Linked DNA regions of Bombyx mori: region 2 is linked to region 1. A link is a contact called in public Hi-C data. All regions are on one chromosome and are shown on one strand. Each heading gives the region's core, a stretch centred on a gene start, on an enhancer-like site or on the middle of the called end of the contact. The rest is flanking DNA. Distances are from core to core; before and after follow the strand shown.

Region 1 (6,919 bases), core at 2,415-4,914:
CTTGTTATTTTATCTTGAACGTTTCTCTGAATATATTTTACTGGGATACCATTGAAACTAATTCGCTGAACCGGTATTTATGTAGGATTGGTAAGAACGGAACGTATGAAAAGAGTGTGGAACGGAACGTTAAGATCTGAGTGAGAGAAAACGGAAAGAAAGGGAGAAGAGAATGACAGATAGAATGACAGAGAATTTGAAGATGGCGAATTGAGCAAGACGTAATAAAAGTGTTAATTATTAATTATTATTATAATAGAAGATTTTGGAACATTGGAGGTTTTATTTTGTGCACTGCGATCCCTATTCTACATTTATCTATCGGTATATATAAAAGAAAGTCGTGTTAGTTACACTATTTATAACTCAAGAACGGCTGAACTGATTTGGCTGAAAATTGGTGAGGAGGTAGCTTAGAACCAGGAGAAGAACATAGGATACTTTTTATCACGTTCCCATTGGGACGTGTCATAAAACGTGGTATAACAAAACGCAACTGATATGTAATAACAAAACGCAACTGACAGCTAAACGTAATATATTCTATGGTTATTTATAGTAGAATTTTGAAGTTGACCAGTTGATGTGTTTGAAACAAACCGTGTGGCGGAACAGAGTTCACCGGGTCCACTAGTATTTTATAAATCGAATTAAACTAATGTATTTTTATTTAAACTTAGTTTGGCGGACGGGGTCACTTTGAGACATGCAAATGCAGTATTAATGACGAAAATGCAAGCGCTTAATATTGATAAATTCTAGTCACACGAAAGCTACCCTTCCTTCAGACCGGAACGCATCATTGCTCCCACGGAATAGATAAATAAGGTTGGAATGGTAATGTAGGCGGGGCAAGCGTGCCACAGTTATGATCGTACAAACATAACTCGACCGATTCTTTCATTCACCGCGTTTAGTGCGCTTCGGAATACTTGGGCGAACAGATCTCCGCTTTATAGTGCCGTGTTGTGCAATTATAACTTGTAAAACAAAAAATCAGACCTCAAGTATAGAGCGAGGAGGTATATCTTTCGATCGGTAAGTCGAAATTACCATTTAATTACAATATTATTTGTCTAAAACATAAAAATATACTGAGCATTATGAAATTCCAAACATTAACAATATTATTGCAGCAAGTTATAAATAGCATACATTGCGCGATGTGTACTCGCCCAATGAACGCAATGACCAAGTCAGCTTCCAATGTACTACATGCATTGCGTTCTCTACACTTCAATCTTTGAAATTTCGGCCTTTGCCCTGATTGGCCGTGGTGCACGGCGCTAGTTTGTTGATAGTGAGGTGACCATGTGGTGAAATAAAATCATCGACAGAATTCTCGACTATATTTACATTTGACATGGATAATTTTTGCATTATTTTATATTTAATTAATGATACCTAGTATATTCTTAGTGAGACGTATTTTGAGTAAAATAAATATGTATTATTATTATTGAATTATTATCATTGAATTAAAGTGGAGGTATAATATAAAGGGACATGTAGACCTCTCATTTACGGGTATTTACTATATTGTCTAAGACGTATTAAAATCTAAGTAAAATGCCATTTGACTTATGCAGTAAATAAAAAAATTTAGGTTTCCTAAAGAACCTAACGCCAGGGAACAATGGATTGACGTGACAGGTAGAGGAAACTGGAGACAAAGACGAGTACTATTTGCTCTAAACATTTTACTGAAAATGATTTTACCATAAAAAAAATCAGAATACACTTAGTTCTGAAAAATTCATTCGAATTAATAGCAAGCGCCAACTGCTTAACAAATAGTTTTATTCCAGCGACAGTGACTATTTAATTTTGTAATTAATAAAAGTAAAATAGTTTTTTTTTTCAATATTTATTTCATGTTTCATTTTCTCCATTCATTCATCAGATAATTTATCGATAAAGAATATCGATTTTATCAAGCACTAGCGTGTATGAACATTTTTATTGCTTTTTTGCGTGTGTGAGTGTGTATGCCTACGGGTGTTTTGTGCTAGTTTGCGAACGAATATCTGTCCTGAGATTTATGTGTGGGTGTTTTTGTTGTGTGCGAAATACTTGTAATCACAGTGTGTGTATGTGTAGAAATTAAAATAGTGGGGATGAAGCGGCGACACTGGTTCTAATACAAAATTAGAGCAAAGGCCTTTCCAACCTTATTTATCTATTCCGTGATTGCTCCGAAGTAGAAAAAATAGAACAGCATTCTCTGGCTTTCGCGAATTTAAAGTACTTTTACGATTTAATCTCGTGTTGTTATTGAAAATATTATTATTAATATTAATACGTGAAGCAAAAACTTTGTATCCCTTTTTACGAAAATTGCGTGGACGTAGGAGTATGAAATTTTCCACACTTATAGAGAATATAGAGAAGAAGTGCACAATGCTAAATTTTTTTTAAATAATGCATAAAATATTCATTAAATCAATAAAGAAAACATTACACACACTACATACCATGTATTTGACGCACACACGCATGCATACTATTTATTGTCAAACTTTTGTTCTTGACGTCTGTGGTCAAATTGATAATATCTAGATTAAATATTGTTTGTCTATATTAATATTTTATTATAGCCTTGGCGAAATTTGTGATTATAGAAGTATAAAATACAATCATAATAATAGTGTACAAACTTACAATTCCAATTATAGTCGAATTTCGACTACTGCGGGACCTCTAAAGTTTCGCATACTTTACAGTTTTTTTGGTCACGGACGACTAAGCCGGCATTTCAATGTTATTCTGATACAAACCGTAAAAGTAGTTTTATGTAGAACGGTAGCACCGATATACGTTGGTAATGACATTCCCTAGTACATGTACTCCACGCATAGACAGAGCCCAGTGAGTTTCTCGCTGGATCTTCTCAGTGGGTCGCGTTTCCGATCCTGTGGTAGATTCTGCGAAGCACGGCTCTTGCTAGGGCTAGTGTTAACAAATTCACTCAGGTTGAGCCCGTGAGCTCGGCTACACGTCCGTGCTGGTATACCTCCTTAGGCTACCATAAAGTAGGTACGGTATTGTATTATATGTTGTTATGAGATGTGCTCGCAATGCCAACAGCAGTCTCCAATGGAGGATTATCGCTCAACATGCGGCTGTCTTGGAAGCGAGCGACGATATTTTTTTCCTACCTAAGCTGATAGCCTTGAGAGGCTATGTCAGCGTAACCGGGCGAGTAGGTGAGCTCACGGGGCTCAAACCAGACGTTGTTGCTAACACAACCCTAGCAAGAGCCGTGCTTCGCAGAATCTACCAAAGGATCAGAAACGCGACCCACTGAGAAGATCTGGCGAGAAACTCAGTGAGCTGTGTCTGTGGGTTAATTTATTCGCCGAGCCCGGTATCTAAAAGCACCGTTAGTGGATCTGGAGGATTCGAAATGAAGTGACGCGGCGACGACGAGACGCAACCCTGTCCATTAACAGGTACGACTACTCTGCCAAGAGTATCGGACTAGGAATAAATGATATGATATATATTCAGTAAGATCTGATAATTACGAAATGAATCCAATACTCGACAGCCAGTATTTAGGCCCATTTTAGTAATAAATAAATATCATGAGGAATATACCTAGTGTTTCCATAAATATTGTAACAAGGAAAACGTTTTTGTTATTATCATTATACGGTACGTTTATTACTTGCATTGTGCGTTACTTTATTTTCGTGTTTCAATAATTATTCATAATAGCATCGCAAAAATATGAACTCATTAAAATTTATATTAATTGGCTTTAATGAAATCATTTAAATTCATTAGTTATTGGTTGTGAAACATGCATTTCTTCTAGTTGGGAAAATTCGCGAGTGACAACCTTATGGAATGTTTTAGGGGCTCGCAAATTATATCGCAAGTACATACGCTCTTAATTTTACTTTTTTTAAACCAAGCGTCGTAACGTCATATGAAGGCCAGTATTCCGCTTGCATGAAGTCAGAAACGCTAATTTTCAACCACGCTTGTGTGGAGCGAGGGTTAAGTCCTGGGTTTTGAGTCTTGTTGAGAGGACTAACATGGTGTTCTTAAGTTTTTTAAACACTTCAATGGATATCGTTAGTTATGATGTTTAGTATTTTCAGTCGTTGATAGTCAACACCTCGCCAAATCATCAGTGAAAACAGATAATTTATTTCTAGTTCCGCTTTCTATAAAATCTTTCTCGATTCGGTTCTCTTTATCACCCTGCTTCGTTTTAATTCCACAAGAATATTTAACCAAGGTTGGCGCTAAAATGAGGGAACACGATGAATATTCAAATGAGAATGACAGATTCCAAATTCAAATGTAATGTTATTGTTTTTTTTTTATTCTTTTATCGTAACGCTATTTTTGGCCAGACAGTGTAATTACACCTAGAGCTCTGAAATCTCTCGGGGCAAATTATCGAAACGACTATAATCATTAGTCACGTAAAATAAATCATGGCTTAATGGTATTAGCCTCGGAACCGGACAACGTCGGGGCGGCTCGTATAGAGAAATGTTCATATGAATATAAATTGTGTTCGATTCATTACGATAGGCCCTTTTAATGTTTTGACTTGGGTAATGTCTTTGTTATTTTACGCTGGCGAGATGAGAATGGCTATATTTTTTTTATAACATATCTTTTAATTATGATTATATATATTTTAATTTTAATATGATTTATAATGTTTTGTAGATTTTCTGTGTTGCTATGTTTGTGTGTGTGTGAAAGACAGCAATTTTTTAATTTCTTGCCACGGTCAAAACTGCATTTAGATTCTGTAGTAAGAAGCTAAAACTTTTTAAAATGAACTATTTCAATTATCGTTTTTGAAATACGATATCTCTATCAGAAATTTAACAATTCTTATAACAACCATTTTTTTTTAAGGGGCTTCACTACCTTCTCAAGAATGGTATCTTGATACACTTGTGCCGATGTTTTGATACCTTTTTCACAAAAGTATGGCTCAGTCACTCCTTCATAGCTAATTTTTTTTTTATTGCATAGATGGATGGACGATCTTACAGCCCACCTGATTTTAAGTGGTAACCGTAGCCCATAGACATCTATAACGTTAATGCCGCGACCCACGTTGAGATATGAGTTTTAAGGTCTCAAATGTCTCAGTATAGTTACAACGGGTGGGAACCCTTCAAACCTAAATGTATTACTGCTTCACGGCAGAAATAGGCAGGCAGGGTGGTGGTACCTAACCTAATAAGAGTGTGAGTCCGCACGAGTAGGTACTACAACCAATATTCTTGATAAAAATATATATCTTTCTAAGAAGTATATTTTTTGATAAAAAAATAAGTCCAATCTCATTAAAAATGTAATTGCAATACTAACATATTTTACGTTACGAAAACTTTAAGATAAGAAGCGATCAGTCACATTATTGCAGAAATCGAAATCGATACGAATGAAATTACCCTTTAAAAAGTACTCGAACCATTCTGGATAGTTGTAATGAAAGTATGTAGTTATTTTTAGAACCTACCAGTCGATTGACGAACCCTAGTCGCAAGGCTAAAATCAACCTATAATTTCGATTGAGTATTTCTTGGAAAGTGCTTTATTTACCAGGGCGACTGATCGACGAACAGCTTTTGGGTTCAAGTTTACACGAATTTAATTTTAGTTAATCTCAACGAATTACACAGTCACTGAACTGATTTTTAATTAGCTTTCTTCTTTAACGAGTGTACCTACCTACATTAATAGAATCGTCCTTGTGTGATCTCGATAGACTGTGTGAGAGATAAATATAAATTCATTTAGCAGTAATTTTATTACTAGATAAAACACAGCCAACATATTTGATGGTGATATCGCGTTTCTTATATTTAGGATCCTCAAAAGAAAAAAAACACGTGTGACACTCGCAAATTTTTAGTGTAATATAATAATGCTATTAGCCTTATCTTTTTATTTCTTGCTAAGATGGGCGGACGAGCTAACAGCCCACCTGGTACTAAGCTGTCACCGGAGTCCGTAGACATCAATTTAATTCAGTCGCCCATCTTGAGACATGTGCTCTAAAATCTCAGTTTTATAGTCAACGGCTGCCCATGACTATCTCGCACCCGGAATCCTTAGGACCCGAGTATTACTCGCACTTGTCTGGTTTCTCAATATGGGTCTGGCATCCGGAGATATATTATATGGTCGTAGTATTATACTCACTAAAACTGATACTGAACTAAAATTGATAATTTGCTATTGCATTGATACTGGGAACAATCATCATCAAGTGAGCTCCATATTCGCCCACCTAAATGCCAATAAAACACAGATACCTATACAACGATCGTAGCGTGGGCAGACAGCCAACTAGGTGGACCGATGACCTGGGCAAAGTAGTTGGTAGAGACTGAATGAGAAAGGCCAGAGACTGAAGAAAATGGGGTGCATTCGAAGAAGCCTACACTCAGCATTGGGTGAACACGGATTGAAGAAGACCTATACAATGCTACATTAAACGTCAAATTAATATCTGAAGCGGTTGTTTACAATGTGAAGTCGTGACGTTAGAAGTTTGAGAGCCGATCGCTATGATCTACTACATGGTTAAATTAAGCATTTTAAGCACAGAGCAAAGTGGCCCTGATTCACCACAACCAGGTCCGCTGTCGTAGTGTATATTTAAAAGCATACAAAAGATAATTTACCGTTTGAAATCGATCTTGTAATACGTAATCGGAACACGTAATTGCGGTACTGTATTACGCCAAGGACCACGCGATACGGCCCGCGGTCGCCGTCCAAGGTGTTCCACATTAAGCGAACCGCTTCCGATCTGAATGCACCATATGTGAATTTAATTCTTCTTTTTTATTACTTAGATGGGTGGACGAGCTCACAGCCCACCTGGTATGAAGTGGTTACTGGAGCCCATAGACATCTACGACGTAAATGC
Region 2 (6,919 bases), core at 2,495-4,994, 79 kb after region 1:
CTGGAGATATGCGTTCTAAGTCTCAGATTTACATCACAACGGCTACCCCTGCATCTTTCAAACCGAAACTCACAATTATTGCTTCACGGCTGAAATAGGCAGATTGGTGGAGCCTACCCGTGCGGTCTGAGAAGACGACCAGTAAGTGATGTTTTTAGGAACATTTATAAGAAATATTTATTTAATAGCGGTCATGGTTAGTGCCTTCTCAGTTCTCACATACGAACCTGTAGACCGAATGGTAAACAGTCGACGTCGCCCAAAACAGGTCATTACGAATCCTTCCCATCCATTAACTGTGCTTTTAGGTACGTCAAGCACCTTCTTTATCTACATCTTACCCCACTAGGTGGGGTCGGCACAGCGAATTTTCTATTCCATTCTCTTCTATCGGCCGTCATTTCAATACTCACACCTCTCTCTCTCATATCGTCATTCACACACACTCCATTCATGTCTTCTTCGGTCGACCTCTTCCCCCTCTACCTTGCAGTACCATTTCCATACATTTCGTAGTCACATGCATCTCCTCTCTATGCATCACATGTCCATACCACGCTAACCGTAGGCGCCGACAATGTGATCGCTATTATTATTTATAAGGTTGAAATTTGTCCTCGATTTTGAGTGTGTGAAATCACGCAAGTTAATCGTAATATTACATTTCATTTATACCGGACGATAAAGCTAATTAGTTTCGTTAAATCAAAGCGAAGTAAGTCCTCTAAATGCTTAAGTTCTCGAATAAGTGAAATTCTTATTGTTTTGTTTCGTAAACTAATTTTACTTTTACATTTATATAAAATTACAGTCGCGCCACTGCTGAACCATATCCGCTTTCTGACTTTAGATCTCACTTCTATGACATTCCTCTCACCAAAATAGGCATTCTGTCTGTAAATATTTAGGTACTCCATGTTACGCGCTAGGGATCGGGATAAATAAAAATTCTACCGGAGTACAACTTAAAAACTGTATTCAACACTTAGAACACTTAAAACACTTTAAAATTCTCAATTCATTCTTCTTCTGCTTCGCTTCAGGTGATCCGTCCGCTGTATAGCTTCGAGTAATTCCGAATATTGACCGCCTGCGTGCCATCTCTGCAACGCTTTTATAGTCGAGACGAAATCCCTAGAATCGTCAAGAATATACCACAAAAGTCTAGTATTGTGTGTTTCCGCTATCTGACAATAGATGGCGTTGTACTTTTCGAGCGTTCTAGGTACTACTAGATCCTTCGATATTCGTTCGACTAATCGACGATAGATGGCATTACTTTTACCGGCGTAACATCCATATGAATTAGATTTTCTTTTATTTTAAATCAGGACTATCTCTGATCGATTAGTAGATAGATAGAGAGGGAAGATAAACCATTTTACACGTACGAGAGTTTGATAGTAATCGTATCAACGAATTATTTGTATTATGTGTGTTCTGAGAGTTGATAAATTTTAATTTCTTTCCACAACGTGACAATATGACTTCGTGTATTTTTCAGAATTTTCCATGCATTGCAATCTCAAAGGGCTTTTGACTATGACGTGAATTTTTAAACGCACATGAATGAAACCCACATTATGTTGTTCCGCACTCGGTGATATGAAATAAAATTAAACAATAGCTAAGTTGTAACCCGAGCTTAGAAGCGTGCTTTTACACTGGTACGTGCGGTTGCAACGTTGAACTCAGTTCCTTCAAGGGTTCAGTCCGAGTGAAAGCTATAATATATCATAAAGCATTCAAATCAAATCAACATAAATGAAAGTACATACTTGTTGAACGTCAAAAGAACTACCGCCAATTCACAAAAACTAGCCTCCGTCCTGAGAAGAATTGGCAAGAAACTCAGCGGGCACGTCTTTTTTTTTTAATATTAAATTCTGAACCAATACTATTCATCCACAGACGTAATTCAAAGCTTAGATTAAGCAAAACGGCTTATACAGCTTAATCTCGAGTTTATTATCCTTTTTTAAACGTCCCAATAATTTGATCGAAAGATAAACTGTAGTCAGCTCCTTAGATGTGACCACAAAAACTATGAAGCATAAGAAATATTAGAAATAATAAATTGAAAATAATAAAGGCGAGTTTAAGACGTGAAAATAGTTTGAAATAGGTCTACGAAACCCGAAAACCGAAGGAAATCCTTAGTGTTAAGCTCAAAACTAAGTATCTAAACTATTCTTTTGTAATTGTATCTATGAACAAACACTTCTTATTTGTGGCATGTACAGTTTTTTGTTTGTTGCATAGATGGGTGGACGAGCTCACAGCCTACCTGGTGTTAACTGGTTACCGGAGCCCATAGACATCTACAACGTCAATGTCGCCATCCACCTTGAGATATGTGTTCTAAGGTCTCAGTATAGTTACAACGGCTGCCCCACCCTTCAAACCGAAACGCATTACTGCTTCACGGCAGAAATAGGCAGGGTGGTGGTACCTACCCGTGCGGACTCACAAGACATCATAACACCAGTAAAAATAATAGTAATAATAAAATAGTAATGAGTAATGAGTCGTTTGGAGCCTCTGGGTCTGCGGAGGGACTTCGGTTCCCTCTGTATTTTGTACTGTATGTTCCATGGGGAGTGCTCTGAGGAATTGTTCGAGATGATACCAGCATCTCGTTTTTACCATCGCACCGCCTGCCACCGGAGTAGAGTTCATCCATACTACCTGGAGCCACTGCGGTCATCCACAGTGCGTTTCCAGAGATCTTTTTTGCCACGTACCATCCGGCTATGGAATGAGCTCCCCTCCACGGTGTTTCCCGAGCGCTATGACATGTCCTTCTTCAAACGAGGCTTGTGGAGAGTATTAAGCGGTAGGCAGCGGCTTGGCTCTGCCCCTGGCATTGCTGAAGTCCATGGGCGACGGTAACCACTCACCATCAGGTGGGCCGTATGCCCGTCTGCCTACAAAGGCAATAAAAAAAAAAAAGAGTAGTAGTGAGTAGACTTGTAGAATCGGCTTCCAAACTTTCGCGTCTCGCTTTCGTTCTAACGTAGCCTTTCTCGTGTGCGAGCTCGAAGGGAAACCGTAAAACATTTATTACGCGGGCAAAACATTTGCACCACAAGATTATTTATGTGGACAGTTTAATTTTCCGTGCCTTGAAACCGGTGAATTATTGTGTAACGCCGCTGTATACGGATTATAGACATGGTCCTTTCTGGTTTTAAAATACAATAGATGCATTATTACGATGTTTTGATGTCTGCGCGGGCAGACGAAAGCGAAATATAGTACCGGTGGCATGGTACATTTTGAATCTGCTTTTTTTCTTTTTTTTATTGCTTAGATGTGTGGACGAGCTCACAGCCCACCTGGTGTTAAGTGGTTACTGGAGCCCATAGACATCTATAACGTAAATGCGCCACACACCTTGAGATATAGGTCTCAGTATTGTCACAACGGCTACCCCACCCTTTAAACCGAAACGCATTACTGCTTCACGGCAGAAATTGGTGGGGCGGTGGTACCTACCCGTTCGGACTCACAAGAGGTCCTACCACCAGTAAAAAGCTTGGATAAGCATCACTATGGTTAGTTTGAATGTTGGCTTACATACATATTTGTCATCAACAATTTGAGACTTCGATCTCTTACGTGATTTTATATACATTCATAATTGACACGCAGAGCAATTAAGATGATTAATTCATTCACCCATACCTATGTACATTTGTATACACACATAGATGCAGACACACACTTACTCGTACAACACACACAAAAACAACACGCGCAAACCCACATGTACCTACATACGTATTCACACACTCACACGCATAATGACCTACTTAAATGATAACACCTAATGATCTCTCAACACTAGCCCGCGATATCTGTTCACGACATACCCTATCCAAATCTATCCTAAGAAGGAAGGAGCCTGGAGATCAGTAATACAGATTTTTGAACCTAGTACAGACTTCAACTCTTTCAGAGAGCTAACAAAATAAATGATAAGGTTAATCTCTATTTGTGTTTTTTTTCCTACGTAAGCTGATAGCCCTAGTGGCTATTTCAGCGTAACCCTAACTTTAGTAGGTGAGCTCACGGGGCTCAAACCTGATGACGTTGCTAACACGAACCCTAGCAAGAGCCGTGCTTCGCAGAATCTACCACCGGATCGGAAACGCGAACCACTGAGAAGATCCGGCGAGAAACTCAGTGGGCTGTCTATTTGTAATATACCTTTTAGAAAGAAATATATATAAATAATTATAATTCATTGTAACAACTGTAGGTTAGATTAATATTTATTGTATTTAATTTACGTAAAATGAAAAAATATCAGTTCTCGTAATTACGTTAATGCATTTAAAAACAATTTCACGTATTGATTGATACCTTAATTTAGGAGGATTTTACTAGCCGTAGACATGATTAGTACCGCCATATTTATTATCTTTCGTCCATTTAGAAAGATCCGACGCTTTGAATGCTTAGTAAAGTTACAGCTGCGAAGCATTTCTCTTGTTAGGGCCAGTGTTAGCAACACTTCCGGTTTGAGCCCCGTGAGCTCACCTACACGTCAAGGCGAAGCTGAAATAGTCTCTCAAGGCTATCAGCATAGGTAGAGGAAAAAAAATAACATGTGTGCAATTCACACGTGCTAGAAGTGAAACCTTCAAAAATTAAAATACAATTATCCTAAATGTCCAAGTATATTATTAGTAAAATTTTGTCATTAGTAAATATTTGTAAATCACCTTTTATAGTATGAGGTAGCGCCCTCTGTGAATTGATATTTTAACTTCACGTATATCCTAAAAATTGTTACCCTCATGCGCCTAAAGAAGTTTCACTTCAAAAAAAGGTTACAGCTATCGCAGATATCGAGATGATTATTGTCATTTGATTTTATCTGGTCCGTGTTACTAAAGTTGTTTCAGGGCGACATATTCTATCATTTTATATACCTACAAGGCGTTATGAAATCATTCAAGAAGCTGAAATGGGATTGGATTGGACTGTCTAAACTGTAGCGTGTATTTTATCTTCTTGTCAAACTTATTTTTTCTACTACCCACTTTGAGAATAAATTATTCTTTAGCGCCTTCATTTTTTCACCTTACTAAAAACCACCATAGCGAGAGCTCAGTCGCTGTCTAAGAGTCCTCCTAGATGAAATTACAAATCGCCTCCTAAGCCTCTACACAACGCTCCCATTTTTTTCTGGGTCTCTTACCTTTAGGCCTGCCACAAGGGGGCATTATCGCCCACTTTGGGAAAGGCTGGTCTAAAGCGAGGTTTGACTACGATTGCCTGGACGGTTGAGATTACCGAACGCTCTGTTTTACTTTTCGCTGTCTGTATCGTCCAGAAACCAGTATCATTGCTTTTACTTATGTAATAAGCAATTCGTTGATAATATATGATGGAGCGGAGTGTCTGATGCCCGGAATATTTTTAAGAAAGCGTGACGTCAGAAGTTCAATGCTTTTTATGTAAAGATCGTCGTGTAGATCGAGCCTCCGTGCCCATTATCGGGCGGCCCGTATTCTTACTAAACATAAAGCTCGCAAAAATAAGATATCGAAAAGCCATTAAAGAATAAGTTACGGGTAGTTTATCTTGAATTTTACAATTAATCTTTTCACGTCATTACGTATCCTCCCGATCCATTCCATTCCCAGGTCCCATTAACGGTGCTTTTAGGTACCACAAGCACCGGTCACTGTCCTCGTCGAACCCGTCGCTTGCGAGGAAGGGCTCGACGAGTAAATTAACCCACAGACACAGCCCACTGAGTTTCTCGCCGGATTTTCTCAGTGGGTCGCTTTTCCGATCTGGTGGTAGATTCTGCAAAGCACTGCTCTTGCTATGGCCAGTTTTAGCACCACTCCGGTTTAAGCCCCGTGAGCTCACCTGCACGTTAGGGTGAAGCCGATATAGCCTCTTAAGGTGGTGATACCACAGGTAGGGAAAAAAAGATTAATTACCTTTAACATATCTTTGTCTGGCACTTTAAACATTAACTTGACATTTGGATAATTTGAGTATTCGTTCTCGCGTTGACGTACATTTCTATCTAATAAACTAGTACTTAATTAAATAAAATGCTAATCTATCGCTTCTGTGGGGATTATTACGGAAGTCAATTGAAGGGATGTCTTTATGTACGTACTGACTTCAGACGGTTTATGTCATTATTGTAAGCGGAAACCTTATGTGTGAAGCGTTGCAAGACTGACCGCGGCTTCGAATAGACTTTAATTTAGGTCACACTCCATTTTTAGCGTGTGTTATTTTTAAATTGCTCAATTTCTATCAGGTACAGTTCATACACAATCAAAGCTAATCCTGAAAATCAATGTCAAACAATGCTCAATTGGTTTTTATATTAAAACCCTAGAAAATATATTAGGAGAGTGTCCGTTTACCCAAGATGGCTATTTAAAAAAAACCCTTAATATACACAGATAATTTCAAGAGTTCTATTTTTTTTTCTATTTTATGCAGGCACAAGTTGTTAGTCTATGCGGTGTTAAATGGTTACCTTAATAGATATTAGGTATATGTTAGAATCTCGATAGGCTTACACGCTACTTTCATAAGCTTAAACACGAGAATAAATGTTTCCCCGGCAAAAATAGACAGAATGTATGTACCTGTACTCAATATACGGGAACGTTTCCTCTATCTATAAAGGTCAATGTGTGTCCCTATACACACAATTAAAAACAGCTGCGCCAATTTCGATTGAATTCCCAGGAAATCTTTATTTTTATTTTTATTTTTATGATTGAATATTTACTGGTGGCCCGGAGGCCTTTCCAGTTTCACCAGGACAGGTGGGCGAGCAAAGGCTCAGCCAGGAGGGGTGGGATTTGCTAACAGGTACCCGAGCGCCTCCGAAGGAGACCTAACAGCTCAAGAGCAGCTGCTTCGCGAATGA

The links. A called contact is a pair of places that touch in the nucleus more often than the background predicts.
Region 2: a Hi-C map of whole pupa shows a contact between it and region 1, with 2.0 times the contacts expected there. The contact joins two enhancer-like sites. A contact is called at or near these places in 3 of 7 Hi-C or Micro-C datasets (an unstated tissue and whole pupa).

Annotation. Positions count from the first base shown.
Region 1 is chr8:3,573,142-3,580,060 of ASM3026992v2, forward strand. The region is part of intron 1 of LOC101735597 (protein yippee-like); the gene reads right to left. Among protein-coding and RNA genes, the nearest start is that of LOC101735597, 87 kb to the right of the region's middle. Within about 2 kb of position 3,665, at least 1 of the 8 cell types and tissues checked has open chromatin away from gene starts, as enhancers often do.
Region 2 is chr8:3,652,322-3,659,240 of ASM3026992v2, forward strand. The region is part of intron 1 of LOC101735597 (protein yippee-like); the gene reads right to left. Among protein-coding and RNA genes, the nearest start is that of LOC101735597, 7.8 kb to the right of the region's middle. Within about 2 kb of position 3,745, at least 6 of the 8 cell types and tissues checked have open chromatin away from gene starts, as enhancers often do.